Linked DNA regions of Zea mays: region 1 is linked to region 2. A link is a contact called in public Hi-C data. All regions are on one chromosome and are shown on one strand. Each heading gives the region's core, a stretch centred on a gene start, on an enhancer-like site or on the middle of the called end of the contact. The rest is flanking DNA. Distances are from core to core; before and after follow the strand shown.

Region 1 (5,300 bases), core at 777-3,276, 75 kb before region 2:
GCACTCCGAGCGTCGCCATTCGAGGTTGTGTACGGCCGACCCCCACCACCCCTCATGCCACACCACGCCGGGGCGGCCCAGACAGAAGCGGTGGACGCCATGCTGCGGGACCGCGACGCGTTCCTGGAGGAGGTTCGCGAGCGTCTTCTTCAGGCCCAGCAGTACGCCAAGCGCCACTACGATGAGCACCATCGCGAGGTGGAGTTCGACAAGGGCGCATGGGTGCTGCTCCGACTTCTCCACCGACCCACCCATGCGCTCGTCTCGCCGTCCAAGGGCAAGCTGCGCCCACGCTACGCGGGGCCGTTCCAGATCGTCGAGCGCATCGGGCAGGTGGCTTATCGTCTCCGACTCCCCGCGGACGCGTGCCTGCATGACGTCTTCCATGTGGGGTTGTTAAAGTCGTACAACTCTGCCGGCTCGCCACCATCAACACCAGCCGTGCTGCCACCGGTTCAGGACGGGCGACTGCTGCCAGCCCCTGCGCAGGTCCTGCGCGCACAGCTCCGTCGCGGCGCGTGGCACATCCTCGTCAAGTGGCAAGGCCTTCCGGAGGACGACGCCACCTGGGAGCCCCTGGACGACTTCAAGACTCTCTACCCGGATGTGCAGCTCGAGGACGAGCTGTTTGCGCAGGCAGGGAGAGATGTTATGACCGGCCGCCACTATAGGCGCCGGGCAACAGCATAAGCATGCAAATAAGGATTAGAAGATAAGCATGCAGATAAGGATTAGAAGATAAGATTTGTTAGAGAGAAGATAGGGATTAGAAGATAAGATTTGTTAGAGAGAAGATAGGGATTAGAAGATAAGATTTGTTAGAGAGAAAAGAGGAGATCTATCTCATTAGATAAGGACTAGAAGGGAGTATAAATAATTGTAAGCACCACTCTATAGATCAAGCAGAAACACATTGTTTCCGGCTTCCTGTAGAGAGCCGGGAGTCCAACCCTAGCCGCCACCTTGTTTTCCTTCTCTCACGATCGCTGGCTCCTCGCCGCCGTTCAGCCTTCAAACCGCGCCCACCGATCCTCCACACGTACAACCTCCGATCGGTGCGTGGCAGAGAACAGCAGCATACCAGAAGCACACGTAATCTGTAGAGAAATCCAAATCCAATCTGTTATACACCTATACAAATTTTGAATATTGATCAGCTCTTATGATGGCACACTGGGGAAAAAGAGCTCTAAGCCTCTAACGTGGCACGTCTGGCACAAGGCATTGAACAACATTTGCAATTGATACTGACACTGTACTTTACTGGTGCAGGACTACAGATGAAAGCAACAATATTGGCATACAACAGTCAACAGGTAATCCAGATCCAAACCATAAAACTTAACAACCCATTTCTATTGTAGTCCCTGATGTTGCATCATGTTTCCAATCAATGTGATAATGCTGCTGCATCAACAATGTGCTTCAGAGGGCAGCATGGCAATTGCCACCCAAGTTCGGCCTTGCTCTTGACATATGAAGGACGACACGTGCAAGGGAACAGGCCAGCAGGTACTGACCTGTACCATCGCAGCGGAGGTCCTCGCAGGCGGAGCAGCCAGCGACGACAGCATCGACGGCCGAACCCCATCCTTCACCGGTCGAAACCACCTTCCACGCCGCTCTGACCGCCTCACGGAACGGCCAGGTGCTCACCACCACCGGGAAAGCCACGCCTACTTTCTCCGCGCCCTTGTCGCCCACCGCCTGATTACACCCAAAAAACCCAACAATCCAAATCCATCATCAATGATGTAACAAACTAATACAAACTCCAGAGACCAAATCAAATCTGACGCTTACCGAGCACCAATTGAGCCGAATTAGCAGGAACCCTATGAGAAGCCGCACGGAACTCCGCCTCATGGAACCCATGGAAGCGGCCAAGCGGGCGTCCGCGATTGACTGGATCACTGGATGCAGGGGCGGACTGGCGGGTCCGCCGGTGCCTAGGTGGTAAGCTTACCGCGATCTGCTCCTACAACTACAAGCTCTTCGATAGTGACGTGTCCCATATGTCATTATTGGGCTGGCTGTTGTATACTTCAGGTATCTCTATCTTCAATCTTTTATCTCACTAGAAAAAGTTGCGCGCTTCGCGGCGCCCTGCCAAGCCTAAGGACGGATACTTTTAAAATAATCTAAAATAATTTTGTTCAAAGTCCATTTTTTATAGCCACATGTGACTGCTAAATGTTTTTTGTCTGTTAAAAGTTTCATCGCCGCCACTTATGTCACGACTGCAACACTGACACGATTTCTATTTCAATGATGAAATCAATAACAGCAAAAAAATAAAATGATGTTAATCTTTTGCGGTTCCAAGATTGTCCAAATAAACGTGTGCATAAAATTTACATTGTTCTCCATAAATTCAGAACTTGAATCTGGGTTCCACTTTAATTGGCTTGTTTTTATTTTCATCGGAACTTTTAAATCTTTTTTAGAATGGTTAAGACCAGATGAATCATGAGAAAATGCTAGTTCAGCAAAAAGCTCCTTTAGTTGTGGCAAAACATATATAGAAGTGTTTTCTGGTCCAATTGGTTGACAAAGGTCAATGAGTGTTGTAGCAGCCACCTAATCAACAATGCAGTTTTGGTACCGAAAAAGTTTCGGTTGTACAAGTAAAAGTAATATAAAATAGTAAAAAAGGATAATTTGCACACGAAGATCCAAAGAAATCTGCATAAGAACTTTTATATAAAGACAGGCTTGGTCCTGCAGATGCAGTAGAAAACAATGAGATGATTAATACATAAATATTATGCAAAAAACACACATATTTAGAAGAGAGGCATTGGCACCAAAGCATTTCAGTTGACTAATATCCAAATTTTGACATTAAGTTTTTAAGGTCAACATCAAAATTCACAAGTCAAGGAACACTTGAGCATTTAAATCAACGTGTTTGGTGAAAGTTCTTATGCATTGATTTAAATGCTCCAGAGATTCTGGCTTTGTGCGTGACTGACTGCTGAATGGGCATATACCAAATCTCTTGATAACCTTTGAGGCCACAATACGCTGCTCCAAATCAAGATAAGCACTTGGTTCATCAATCAGATAGATATCTGCAGGCTGAACATATACCACAATGTAAGTGTGCAGAAGCTGACAATCAATCCAAATGATATAAGGTTAGTGGTATCTAGAGGCTGAGTGTCATTAAAGTATTAGGGATATATGGTTCCAGACATCATCAATAACTGGAGCAATTGATACACAGAATCAGGAAACAAAAACCAGTCAACCCAACACTAAGTAGATATGAATTAGGAACTAATAAAGGTACTTACGATCTACTTTGGTACATTACTCTATATTTTCACATTACCTGCATCAACGTTGTCAATCCTGGTCTTGAAAATGTTGCTACCTTGAGATGCAGAGCTAGGAACTGAGACTGACACAGGAGCAGGAGGGGTAAACCTAGACTGACACAGGGACGGCGTGGTGGATAGTAGAGCCGAATCGACGAGCAGGGGCAGGGAAGCGGTGGATCTGGAGGGAGGCGGCATCGGAGGGAAGCACAGGGAAGCATTCTTTTAACATTCCAGGTGCTAAGTATGAACTGCCCAAGTATGTTTTGAGTGAACCAACCAACCTGATCCGAGACAGCTGAACGGCAGCCGGCCGTAGGAAGACCCACCGATGTAAAAACTGTAAATGACTGCAGATGCCGCCAAATTGATCCCTTGCTTGTGGTAACTGGAGTGCCTCGAGTAACCTTCACATTTGCTTTGGCAACTTTCGGCAATAGGGTTTTCCAGTTCTAGTGTTCAGATAAAAACTTTTGCGTACCCTCGTCTATTGTTCTTGGTTCTACTGTAAACATGAGTCTGCTTAGAATTCTTTGGAGCGAGAATGCTGGTGAGATTGTTCTCGTCCACTATCATGATACAAGCTGGAGCATACGTTTTAGAAACTTGTCACATCTCGTGCAACTAATTATATTATTATGTGGTCTGGTCTGACATTTGAAATGAAATGCATGATAAGGATACGATCTAATTCATCAGATGCTCACGTCCGCCTCTCCTCGTCTCTGTCTGCCTGTCCTCTCCTCTGTTGTTCCTCCACCGTCAGCTCTTGTCTACGTCCATTCTATTCATTTATAGTGTGTGATCCGATTTAGAGTTAACAGGTGTGTTACAGTTTGATTTTAAACATTCAGGTTTGGTCTCAAATATCGAACTGTTCCATTGACATATTCATTTCTAGCAATATCGTATTTGATTATTTATTTAAAAAAAGATGCTTAAAATAGAAACAATTTAAGCATTTTTTCTAATTACTTCAAATGTTTTCATTCATAGACCTATATAAAGCAACGTTGTTTTGAAGATTTGTATTGCTAATTGCACTCGAGGCCGTAAGTAATTGACCAACTCAAGTACTGGCTAATTTGAACTGGGTTTGGTTAGGTCAAGTGCTTGGTCCCATCGCGTGTATCTGTCGCTCATCTCATTGCGGCCATTGCGCAGTTGATGTACATTTCGGTTTCATAAAGGTATAAAAAAAATTTCTACTAAGAGAGAAGATGTTATGGTCGGAGACCAAACTAAAGCAGTTCAAATCTCTCATTCTCTCATATAAATGCAATACATCTTCGTCATATTTGGTACCATGACATGTTTTAAACAACAGGTGCTAAACATTATTGTAAACACTTGAATTAGCCCATAATCAAATGCCTAGGAGACGCTACTTGATACCTAAGTAATGGGGGGGGGCAAAACAAGTCAAACCCCTGACAATGTGCTTGCGCTGTCTTCTGAAGACTACATCATCCGCATAACACTGGGATTCAGTGATACCGTGAGGGTAGGTAATATACAACTAACTCCTGGTTACATGCACCTAGCCAGGCTTTGCAAGGAAGTTAACTATAGCGTTCATCTGTTCCCACGGAAGGACAAAAACAACTTGATTTAAGCCTAGAAACAGCCAATCGGATCATGAACCACATTTCATGCTTGCAACTTCATCAGCCCTTAGCTTATTCTGAAACAAAAGGCAAGAAACATCAGTGATCTGTGTGCCTCGTCGTCACACAACCATAAGCTAAAACCTTTCGGTCATATAGATGGGCATACTTGTTTGCTTGGTTGATCCATTTTGACTATTTTCTGGAACTTCCTTGACGGTAGAAGATTCTAGAATCTCAGAAGGTGACCTCAATTCATCTGCAGCGGTTGAAGCATCCTGCGCCTTTTCTGCCCCGGGTATGCATTGCTGCTCTAGCATCATCTGAAGACACTTCCCTCGTTCCTCGATTCTTAGCTGCAAACTTCTTT
Region 2 (5,570 bases), core at 2,314-4,813:
GAAGCACGACGGCTACGAAGGAGGAGCTCTTACCTCGATTACTCGCACGAAGACGTCGGTCCCCGGAATGAGGTGGCGCAGCGGCGATTTCGCGAGCCCAGTGAGCAATTCCCCCGACGCTGGCGACCAACTCCCGGTATCGCGGCCACAAGGGTCTGTCCTGCAGCCAAGGGGAGTCGCCAAGCCCCACACCGGGTGCGCGGTCGACGGCAAGCCGGAACACCCCCGCAGCAGCCCCAGCTTCACTCCGCGGCGGTGGAAAATCTCGCGATTGTGGCAAGTCGCAACACACAGGCCTGTACCAGGTGTATCAAGGATGGAGAATTGAAGCGCGTCGCGGGTCGACGAGGGAGCACAGTGGGTCGGCGAGGGAACGCAGCGGTTCACATCGCAGAGCGGTTCCGCGGCAGCTGGAGCGCGTGGAGGAGGTCGAGAAGGGTCGTGCGTCGAGAACCGAGGGAAAGGGCCTGCGCGATAGCGAAGGTATGGATTGCCCACGGCGGCGCTTCTTCCCGGCTGCCCGACAATGGTGGCCCGGGCGCGGTGCGATTCGAGGGAGATAGGGAGACGACCCGAGCTTTATACCTAGGTATGAGGCATACCGGTCGAGCGACAATCTCGGGACGCGGACTTGGTCTTGGCAGATGCATCGGCGTGGAGCGATCCCGACGGACACGGCTTTGACTGTGACGGCCGGGGAAGAGGGCGGATCTGACCGCGAGGCCCCACACGCCAGCGACCAACCCCAGGAAGCACGCAGACGCCCCAAACACGGTGGCTGCCACCTCGAGCCCGCGTGCGAGCGCGCAGGTGAACAGCTGGGCCGCGCGCGGAGAAAAGCGGGAGGTGGGCCACACGGGGAAGGAAGTGAAATGGGCCTCGAGAAGGTTGTTTTGGCCCAGATGCAGGTTTGTTCTCTTTTTTTTGTTCTTTTCTATTTTCCTTTTCTCTTTCTCTTTCCTTTTTCAAATTCAAAATTTGAGTTTATATTTGTGGAGTTCATACTTAGGTTAAATTTAAATAACCAAATCTAGTTATTTTATATATTTATTTTATCTTATTTGTGTAGTATTTCTTCTCTTTTCTGAAATCTCAAATTATAAATTTCCTTTAGAACTTAAATTCCACTTTTGGGCTTTTTAATATATTTCTTGTCACTTTATTTTTTTTATGTTGTCACAAAATGCACACAACATGAAAACCCAGCATGATGCATATTTTGGTAGCATATATCTTAATAGTTATTTGTTTTTCTTTAAATATGGTGTTCACATGTGATGGTACATAAAGGTCAAACTCACATAAAGAGAAATTGTTTTTCCATTTATATTATTTCTAACAAATTGCAAATTGGGTATCACAGACCTCCTACCTTATATATTTTTATACTAATTTTATATGAATCTATGACTTGCATGAATTTTTGAAGTCAATTGAGGGTACATGTTACATTTTTTATCGATCATATTTTAGATTCCAATTGTAACCGGTGTAATTTTCGTACCGAACTTTCATTTTCGATGTTTTCGAATAACCGATGTCATTTTCGTTTCTGGAGATACCGTTTCGATCTCGTTTCCGAGGAAAAATATGAAAACGATAATGGGTTTAGTGTTTACCGATTGTTTCTGACCGTTTTCACCACTAAACGGGAGGTAGTGATTAAGACTAACTTCAGCGGAGACCTTCAAATCATCCCACCCTATATCTAAAGAAGATTTACTCCTCTATATGCTCTAATGATGCCCTCTAAAACATCATCTAAGTATAGAGGACGCTAGTCCATCCTCTATATAGAGTCTCTCTCTGCTCTATCCTTTTTATACTTCAGATGACAGATTAAGTAAAATTTAAAAATATTTTTGAGGGCATAACAAATACATATGTACAAAAATCTAGAGCAAAACATGTCTATAATTTATGTATTTAGTGCATATAGAACAAGGTATAAAAGACATTGTTGGGGAAAATAATATACAAAGGAGGAAATCTTTTATAGAAGTTTGTAAAGAAATAATATAGAGAAAAACTATAGACAATATGGTTGGAAACGTCCAACCAGCACGGTGCAACTGTGAGCCTACGAGGCTTTCCCTGTTCATGTTTTTGAGCTAAGACCGATTTCAACCATTCCCCACATATATCCCTCTCAATCTATACTTTCTATTATACTCTCTCCGATTTGTTTTTATATGACGTTTCCGACAAGTTTGTAAGAATTAAGGAAACATTGATTTAACAATATTGCTCAGCCTCGGACCCACGGTGACGCATGCGAGTGAGTCAGAAGCAAAGCACTGGAGTTGAGAGGAGAGGGGCAGAGATGGAAGACCAGTGAAAATTTGTGAACTGGCGTCATATAAAGAAGACACTTTTATCTTGTGTATATAAACGAACAGAGGGAGTATTTTACTATATTACCTTAAAATATGCTCTCCTATATATAGGACATCTCTAACCACTCTCTATATAAATCCCCTATACAAAATTTATACTAACGTACTACATATTATTATTATCAGGTGAAACTTAAACAAGATTAATATCATAAAGAAATTGATGTAGTCAAAAAAAAATATTGGAAGAGAATAATGCTCACCTACATAAGAGGAGTTTCCTCTCTCCCCTCGTATGGGAGATCTTAGAGCATCTCCAAGAGCTCTCCATAAAACGACTCCTCAAAATCAGTTTTAAGGGACATCTAAATAATAAGTTGGGGTAGATTTTAATCCTTTCTCCAACAGATCCCTTAAAGCGACAGTTTGTTTCTGGGGAGCCCAAAAAACCCCTCATTTGTAGCTACAAATGAGGAAGTTTTAAGGGCTATGAAAAAGTTGGGAGCGCTTTAGGGGAACTGTTGGAGACATGTTTTTGTGTTTTTCCCGAAAAAATAGATTTAGGGGAGACTTCTGAGGAGCTTTTGGAGATGCTCTTAGAGAGCTCTTGGAGGGGAAAATCTTATCAAAGCCTCTCTTAAGTTATCTCAACAACTTACTCACTATTATCTCTTATTTTTATATCACACTTTGTAAATAATGTATTTTACAGTGCAAAGTGGTATTTTACACGGTTATATACACATATGAAGATTGTTGGAGACTGAATAAGCATGTGTCGTCATGAGAACGGAGAGGAGTAATAAAATCACTGATGTACCTGTATTGTACGTATCAAAAGTTTATTTTAATTCCCCAATAGTATTTTCACCTTGTTTCCACATAGCACGTACTCCGAAGTTACTTTGCATCCTTTGTTTGATTTATTTTCCGGTGAAAAATGCAAACAAGACGAAATCGACTTTTACCGGATACATAGGCGGTTGGAACTTGTAAGGGTAGCAATTCGTAAGTTCTTGATCGGACGGCAATAGAACGCCTAGTTTTTTTTTTGCAAGGTTAAAAAATGTTTTCCCGCACCACTTGTCGGAGCATAGACATGGAGTATCTTGGCCCGCGGAAATCGAAGGTCGTGGGGGTTGGGAGGACTAGCGGTTACCGTCCGCGTTCGTGCGCCCGCTCCATCTCTGGCAGCGCCCCCTGGAAATCAAAGCCGTCCGTCGGATCCCCACCGGACGTACTCCCCACAGCGCCACGTGCGGCACTCGCTCGCCCCTGCCCGGGCCGCATAAGGAGCACGACGACGCATCGCTCTCCCGGAACACTTGTCCTGCGAGATCGCACAGCGTCGAGACAATGGCTCGACCACCTGGCGGCGCCCGCCGGCGGGGCGGAGGCAGCGGCAGGAGGGACGCGGCGGGCGGGTGCGAGGCGGTGCGGAAGGGGCACTGGACAGCGGAGGAGGACGGTGTGCTGCTGGAGCACGTGCGCGTGCACGGCCCCCGGGACTGGAGCTTCATTCGATCCAAAGGATTGCTGCCGCGCACCGGCAAGTCCTGCCGCCTCCGCTGGGTGAACAAGCTCAGGCCAGACCTCAAGACGTGCGCGCCAACCCTCCCTTCTGGTTCACTTCTCAGTGCACTGTGGATCCTTAACTGCATTCGCATTGTTGTAACTGATGCGACTCTAGTTGTTAGATTAGAATTTCGTTTTTCGCTTGGGTTTAGGCTGCTGCACTGGTCCCGACGCTTGGTTTGTTGTGTTCTGCATTGTGTGCACGGTTCATTACAAATTCACCATGGTGATCGCCTTGCAACAGCGGCTGCAAGTTCTCTGCAGAGGAGGAGCGGGTGGTGCTGGAGCTGCAGGCGCAGTTCGGGAACAAGTGGGCGAGGATCGCTACCTACTTGCCGGGCAGGACGGACAACGACGTCAAGAACTTCTGGAGCACCCGCCAGAAGCGGCTCGCCAGGCTGCTGGGAACGCCTATCCGCCGCCGCCAGTCCAGCAGGAGCAGGAGCGCCAAGGCGCCTGTTGCCTCCTCTCTGAAGTCGCGACCCGCCACCGTGGTAAAGCCGTCGCAGGTTGCAACACACATTGCCCGCTCCGCTTTCTTGGCTACTTGTTTTACAAGTCTTCTCCTTCGTTGTTCGCTAACCATTTCCAGAGAAGGGATAACTTGCAGCTTGAATTTGGTGTCCCCTGGGATGACAAAAAAAATTTAACATGGATCCCTGATGCGTCGTCAGGTTCCCTGCCTGGATCAAGTTCCATTGGAGGGCAGCTCCACCGGTGTCCACCCATGCAGCGCAGGCGCAGCAACACCATTCATGGACGCGCACAGTATCAGTGCTGCACTAGCCCCGTATGATTGGGCAGGCTCCGGGCTTGCCAGTTCCGACGGAGCACTGCCGCTGGCCTCCGACATACACGCCTGCTCGTCATCAAACGCTGCCGCACTGCCACCACTGCTGCCGTTCGACCAGCCTCCGTGCACTGAGCTTGGCTTCCCAGGGCTACCGGCTGGCTGGAACATGGCTCCTGGGTTCGACAACGTCGGCACTATGGATCATCTCGCCTACCAGGAGCTGCTCCCGGTGACGCAACCCGCTCCAATGATGCTCCCGTTCTTCGGCACGGAGTACCTGCACGGTGGCGCCAAGGCCGAGCTTCCTGACGCGGGGCCCGACTACTTCTTCGACGACCTGCCGCCGGACATGTTCGACTCCCTTGATCAGCCGCCTCGGCCACTGTCACCGCCTGCGACGAGCTAGCTCTGGATATTTGAGGTTGCCCTTTCTTAACGATGAGTGCCGTAGCCCTTGGCCTTGGCCTTGCTTGACCATTCTTTTCCACGATATCTGTCGCCTGACCATTTCCACTCGATTCACCCGACGGTCAGAGCGACTGGACAGCGTGCCATGCCTTTTCCTGTCTCTCTACAGGAAAATATATAATGTATTTATTGTGATCTATAACAATATATTTCAGTCTTTTATATTACCGTATTATAGAAAAAGTGTAATTTATTCTTTTGCCAATAATTACTAACAGATTTGGACTAGTAGATGAAGATCTCGTGTGAAACTCTGAATAGAAGTTGTGAGTGTGTTTATTATGGCTCTAGAGTAAAACTTTAAACGAGAGTTGGTCGGGGGTATTCAAACTCTATCGAGTTTTGAGAACAGCCGTATAATTTTTTGAGTAACTCTTTTGTTGTTCTAAAAATCCTTA

Evidence for each region. Hi-C and Micro-C count contacts between places; a contact is called where the count stands out from the background.
Region 1: a Hi-C map of root tip shows a contact between it and region 2, with 4 times the contacts expected there. The contact joins the promoter of LOC100280081 here to the enhancer-like site in region 2. A contact is called at or near these places in 4 of 25 Hi-C or Micro-C datasets (ear, leaf, root tip and 1 more).

Annotation. Positions count from the first base shown.
Region 1 is chr2:21,633,744-21,639,043 of Zm-B73-REFERENCE-NAM-5.0, reverse strand. It overlaps LOC100280081, which reads right to left and starts at 2,026. Exons shown (of 7, transcript NM_001153019.2): 1 at 1,804-2,026; 2 at 1,521-1,707. The coding sequence starts at 1,875. LOC111590821 (a long non-coding RNA gene) reads left to right here and starts at 1,916. Exons shown (of 2, transcript XR_002749933.2): 1 at 1,916-2,049; 2 at 3,392-4,004.
Region 2 is chr2:21,560,199-21,565,768 of Zm-B73-REFERENCE-NAM-5.0, reverse strand. No RefSeq gene overlaps it. Among protein-coding and RNA genes, the nearest start is that of LOC103648466, 28 kb to the right of the region's middle. Within about 2 kb of position 3,563, at least 6 of the 20 cell types and tissues checked have an H3K27ac peak or open chromatin away from gene starts, as enhancers often do. A contact at or near this core is called in root tip, where this site is marked.